Linked DNA regions of Mus musculus: region 1 is linked to region 2. The links are chromatin contacts, called in public promoter capture Hi-C maps. All regions are on one chromosome and are shown on one strand. The core of a region is the stretch at or near the end of the contact, and the rest is flanking DNA. Distances in the headings are between cores, read along the strand shown. Region 1 holds the start of Tut7 (terminal uridylyl transferase 7). Region 2 overlaps Agtpbp1 (ATP/GTP binding protein 1).

Region 1 (2,904 bases), core at 98-2,597, 310 kb before region 2:
CTCTTAATACGTCTACATTGCTTGGTGGTCAGAGTCTGATACATGGAACTTTTACTGTCAGTGACAGGAACTCTCAAGTTATATTCAGAACAGCTACTAGCTGTGGGACCCTAGAGAAAGATGGCTTTCTGGGAAGGCTTGTCTGGCCTCAGTGGGAGAGGATGTGCCTTATGATACCAGGGTTGGGCAATGAAGTGGGGGGGGGACACCCTCTCAGAGGTGAAAGGAGGGGTCCTGGGGAAAGGAAGGGGGAGGGGGGAACCAGGATGCAGCATTTGGAATGTAAATACTTTTTTTTTTTTCCGAGACAGGGTTTCTCTGTGTAGCCCTGGCTGTCTTGGAACTCACTCTGTAGACCAGGCTAGCCTTGAACTCAGAAATCCCCAAACCCACACAGCAAGAGGAAACTGACAAAACAAGTTGGTTGTAGAATATCAACCATTTAGCTATGTCTCTTTTGCTTTTTAAATTTCAATTGTATTCCTTTCTTCCTGAACTAGTAGGATTGAGTTAGTATTTATTTACAGTTTTAAAGACAGTTTCTTGGAATAGCAAAGGCTGTATGCATTCTTCACTTTAAGACTGTTGGCTAAAGAACCCAATGGATTTAAATTTATACTTTGTAGAGGTAGAAATGAAAACTGCCTTATTTTTTCCAGCACTTCTATTCATTAGTTGCTTGAGGCTTTCAAGGCATGTAGGACACTTTAGATAACAATGAATGTTCAATTAGAAAAAAAAAAAGCAACTCTGTGTTGTTTGCTAAGTTTTTGTTTTTTGTTTTTTTGAGACAGGGTTTCTCTGTGTAGACGTAGCTGTCCTGGAACTCACTCTGTAGACCAGGCTGGCCTCGAACTCAGAAATCTGCCTCCCTCCAAGTGGGATTAAAGGCATGTGCCACCACTCTCCGGCTGTTTGCTAGTTCTTAAAGAAAAAAAAAAGTTGAATCTCTTTCTACCCCCAGGTCGAGCTTAATCCAGAGGTTTAGGCCGCTGAACTTCCTTCAAGGTCGTTCACAAGGCCCTCACTGAAACTTGGAGCCACTCGGAATTATAAAAAGACCCAGCTTCCCGAGCAGCCACAGAGGGGCGTCGGGGGAACCCGAAAGCACTGGGCGACGGATCTCGCAGGTAGCTAGGGAGCAACCCCGGACCTCTGCGCCCGCACCCGCGGCGCGCCCCCGGCGCTGGGAGGAACCTGGGCGGCGCGCGCTTCCGGTGCGCGCTTCCGGCCAGCCGCGGAGCGCGGGGCGGGGACACCGCAGTCTTCCAATCGCGCACAATGAGACGGCGCTGAGCGCCGGAAGTGGGGCTGAAGGAAAACACGGTGAGGAGCCGGGCCCGGACAGGAAGCGGCGGGGGACCGCAGCGGCGCTGGTGAGTGCTCCGGGGCGCCGTCTCGTCGCGTCCCTCCGGGACTCGCCTCCGGGCTGGGCCCGTGGGTTCCCCCCGCCCCCAGAAGCGTATCTGCCCGGCCCCGAGGTACGTTGGCGCCGTCCTTCTCCGGCCGCCTCGGCCCGGCTGTGCGCCCGGAGCCCTCGGGTTCGAGTCCGCGTCTTCACTTTGTGTCGGGGCTCCGGCCCTGGTCCGGGGAACCCCGGAACCCTGTCAATGGCCGGGCGCTTCCTGCTTCCTATTCCCCACGGCGGCTTCGTGGCCAGTAGCGCGGAACCGCCTCCTCCTTCGCCTGGGGACTCCGCTGGTGGAAACTGAGGCACACAGGGGTGGGGCAGCCGAATGGGGAAGGAAAAGGAGTGTCATCCTGCGGAGGATTGTGGTTGGTGACGAAACTGGACTTGTCTGGGGCTGGGGACTGAGAAGTCGGGTAAGTCAGCTGGCGTTGTCCCTTGGTCGGAAGCCTGGACCCTTAGAGCGGTACCTTAGTGGGAAGTGCTGTCCCTTCGCCCAGCGGTCGCGCCGGGTTGAAAAGCGAAGCTTAGAGTGGGGGCTGATCGAAACTGAAATCTGCTCACATAGTTTCGGCTACTTTGATACCTAAAAGTAATTGCCAACTTTAAAAAAAAGAAATAGATTTGGGAGTTTTGTAACAGTGTTGACTTAGGATGTTTACTTTGAAGAGAGGTGCTTTCGTTACATAGAAGTTACTTCTTTAGTTTCTGAGACTATAGAAGTGTCTTCAGATTTAGTCTTTGTATTAAATAAGGACCAGTTTTTATGAACACTGTAACTTCTGGAATGCATTAATTATTAGGAATGTGGTAACAATTTAATTTTTAAATGGGGGAAGATAAAGGCTTCAGGGCACCCGTGTGTTACTTTGAGTATTTGGTATGATATTATTTTACAATTTTGTTTTGTTCCCCCCTCCCCCAATGCCTTCTTTCAGGTACAAAGTAAGAAAGTTGAAGTCAAAGACCATGGGAGATACAGCAAAACCTTACTTTGTGAAGCGCACTAAAGACCGTGGAATTATTGATGATGATGATTTCAGAAGGGGCCATCCCCAACAAGATTATTTAATAATGGATGATTATGCTAAAGGCCATAGCAGTAAAATGGAAAAGGGCCTTCCAAAAAAGAAGATATCACCCGGGAACTATGGGAACACCCCCAGGAAAGGACTGTATGGGGTTTCCAGCAATCCATATGCATTTAAAAACCCAATTTACAGTCAGCCTGCTTGGATGAATGATAACCACAAAGATCAAAATAAAAAATGGCTATCTGATGAACTCGCTGGTAATGCAGACAGCTGGAGAGAGTTCAAGCCCGGACCTAGGATTCCTGTCATAAGCCGCTCAAGGAAGGAATCCTTTCAGGAAAGTGACGATGCCTACAGGTGGCAGGAGGGGAGAGGCTGCAGAGCTGTGAGAAGGCTGTTTCAGAAAGACCTCAGCAGCCTAGAAGCCATGTCAGAAATGGAAGCAGGAAGTCCTGGTATGCC
Region 2 (2,700 bases), core at 159-2,658:
CTTACTTGAAGAAATAATTTTTGTTTTGTTTTGTTTTTTAAGACAGGGTTTCTCCGTGTAGCCCTGGCTGTCCTGAAACTCACTCTGTAGACCAGGCTGGCCTTGAACTCAGAGATCCGCCTGCCTCTGCCTTCCAAGTGCTGGGATTAAAGGCCACTAACACCTCCCTCCCAGCTTGAAATAAACATTTTAAAAGAGCCTCCAAGTAATTGTCATTTTTTGAATCTCTAGTATGGATTTATTAATGGCATATATCATAAGGTATATTATTAGTTAAACAATCTAAACACAGATATAACTGACACAAAATGGATCATTTAGAAACACCTTTTAAAAGTCAGGCTGGTGAGATGGTTTGTAGGTAATGGAATTTTATGCTAAGCTTGGTGAGTTGAGTTTAATTCTTAGGACCCACATGGTGGAAGGAGAAAGTGACCTTTGGCATGTTATCCTCTGCCCTCTCCCGATGTGTGTGTGTGTGTGTGTGTAAGAGTATGTATGTGTGTAAGAGAGTATGTTTGTGTGTGAGAGTGTTATGTGTAAGTGAATGTATATGTAAGAGAGTATATTTGTAAGAGACAGTGTGTAAGAGTGTAAGAATCTGTAAGAGACAGTGTGTGTAAGAGTGTTAATGGAGAGTGTGTGTGTAAGAGAGTGTAAAGAATGTGTGTAAAAGACTGTGAAAAAGAGAGTGTGTTGCAGTGTATGTCTGTAAGAGACAGGGAGTATGTGTAAGAGAGGGAGTATGTGAAGTGTGTGTGTAACTGTGTATAAGAGAGTGTGTAACTGTGTAAGAGACAGTATGTTAGAGTGTGTGTGTAAGAGTTTAAGAGAGTGAGCATGTGTAAGAGTGTGTGTAAGAGTGTGTGAAAGAGTGTATGTGTAAGACTGAGTGTGTGTAAGAGTGCATAAGAATGTAAGAGACTGTGTAAGAGAGGGACTATGTATATGGAGTATGTGTGTAACTGTGTAAGATTGTATGTTAAGAGAGGGAGTGTGTGTAAAAGAGTGATAAAAATTAAATAATACAAAGTTTAAAAGTCAACAAGACTGAGTGAGAAACTTCTGAGTAAGTTAGCTGAGTGGAAGAGTTTGAAATTTCCAACAGGCATTAAGGCGAGGACGTTTGTAGCAAATCTGAAAGGGAGGCAAGAGGAGTCTTAGGAAACAGTGCTGCTGTGGCAGACAGGCTGAGGAAAGACGGCCTTCCTCCTCTGAGGAGCAGTGTCTCTGCTTTAGTTATGTTCTAGCATTCCATTTGGAGGGACAACAAGGAGTTTGTGAAACCTTTCCTGTATCTCAGTATAGGTCTGTGGTGGTGTGCGGTGAAGGGGTTACGTGGTGGTTCTGAGTGGTAGAAGGCTGAAGAGGCTCTTTTGTGATGCAACAGGAAGTAACAGGAGGAAGGAAGGAGAAGAAATCCTCACAGGGATATTTCGTCAGTGTCTAGATTGAGGGATAGCAAGAGTATACCTGCAGTGTGGTGAATTCACCAGGCATGGGGAAATGAGAAAGGGGACACTTGCTGTGGGCTCTGTCCTGTGACAATAGTATTCAAAGACTCTTACACTGGTGAAAATGAAACCCAAGAAGCAGGTACTCACTGGGGAGCCAGAGCAGTGGGTGGAAAGCTGGGCAGGGAGCCAGGAAAGGTGTGTGTTTCCCCGGAGTATTGGCCCAGGAGGGAAGGAGCTCGAGGCAGGGCAGCTGCGGCTGTTTGATCCGTGTAGACCACACAATCTGCATGGCAGAGCAGAATCAAATCTGGGATTGGGGAAGTAGTCAGTTTGGCGAGTTACTGTGCCCCCAGTCTCTGCAAAGGTAGAAAAGATTATGTAAATAAGTATCCACGCTAGAGAGAACCACTCTTAATACATTTGAATTTATAATTGAAGTAGTATTTTAGGGACATATAATTGCTTAAAAGTGACTTGAACAGGCAAAAATCCCCAAATGCAGTACATAGTTACGTTTGTTTTGTGGTATTAACTGTTGATGATGCCATAGATGAGTTCTCTCAACTTTCAAGGCATAGAAAAAAAGCAAAGCTTAGAAGCTAGCATGGTGCTGAAAGCAAAACCTGGTGAGAATTACCAGAAATAACCCGCAGCTGAAGCCCACCAGTCAGATGTGCAGACTCTAAAACAGAGCAAATAGAACTGGGCAGTGGTCTCTTACGTAGGACATCTAGGTTACTTCTAATATTAAAGTGGGTGAAGTTTATTATTAGTAGGTCAAAAGAAGGAAACCAAATAATTATTTTAGTAAATACCATGAAGAGATTCCAGATAAAATTTATTACAGAAATTTGCAGTTGTTTTCAATAATCTGTCACTAACTCTTATCTATATCATATGTCAGTATGGTAATGAACTATTAAAAGATGCCAAGTTAGCAAGACAGAGAAAGGACTCCCCATTGAGAGGCGAAATAGCTGGGCTGTGGGGAGTATTGCTAGTGTTGCCCAAAAATGACAAAATATTTAACAGAACCAGATAAAAGGAAAGTGAATAAAATATAGCTGTGTTCCCGTGTCTGTGTGCTTATAGCTGCAAACTTTAGATACACAGCATACCACTTCCTGCTGGAAAAGCGTGTTTTTGTACACAGACATAACCATACATCTGTAGGTTGTCCTTATGGATCTGACACAAACAGTGCATAGAGGGGAGTGGTTCATGTTTATAGGACAGTGAGGAC

What was found. Promoter capture Hi-C pulls out the DNA fragments that hold promoters and counts their contacts.
Region 1: a contact with region 2 is called in a promoter capture Hi-C map of neutrophils. The contact joins the promoter of Tut7 here to the enhancer-like site in region 2. A contact is called at or near these places in 2 of 39 promoter capture datasets (the C10 cell line and neutrophils), 1 of 484 Hi-C or Micro-C datasets (pro-B cells), 2 of 115 datasets of contacts at active chromatin or transcription factors (large pre-B cells and pro-B cells) and 1 of 9 other capture datasets (liver).

Annotation. Positions count from the first base shown.
Region 1 is chr13:59,821,553-59,824,456 of GRCm38.p6, reverse strand. Tut7 (terminal uridylyl transferase 7) reads left to right here and starts at 1,347. Exons shown (of 27, transcript NM_001373962.1): 1 at 1,347-1,824; 2 at 2,347-2,897. The coding sequence starts at 2,378.
Region 2 is chr13:59,508,854-59,511,553 of GRCm38.p6, reverse strand. The region is part of intron 11 of Agtpbp1 (ATP/GTP binding protein 1); the gene reads left to right. Among named protein-coding and RNA genes, the nearest start is that of Agtpbp1, 47 kb to the left of the region's middle. Within about 2 kb of position 1,408, at least 98 of the 459 cell types and tissues checked have an H3K27ac peak or open chromatin away from gene starts, as enhancers often do. A contact at or near this core is called in neutrophils and pro-B cells, where this site is marked.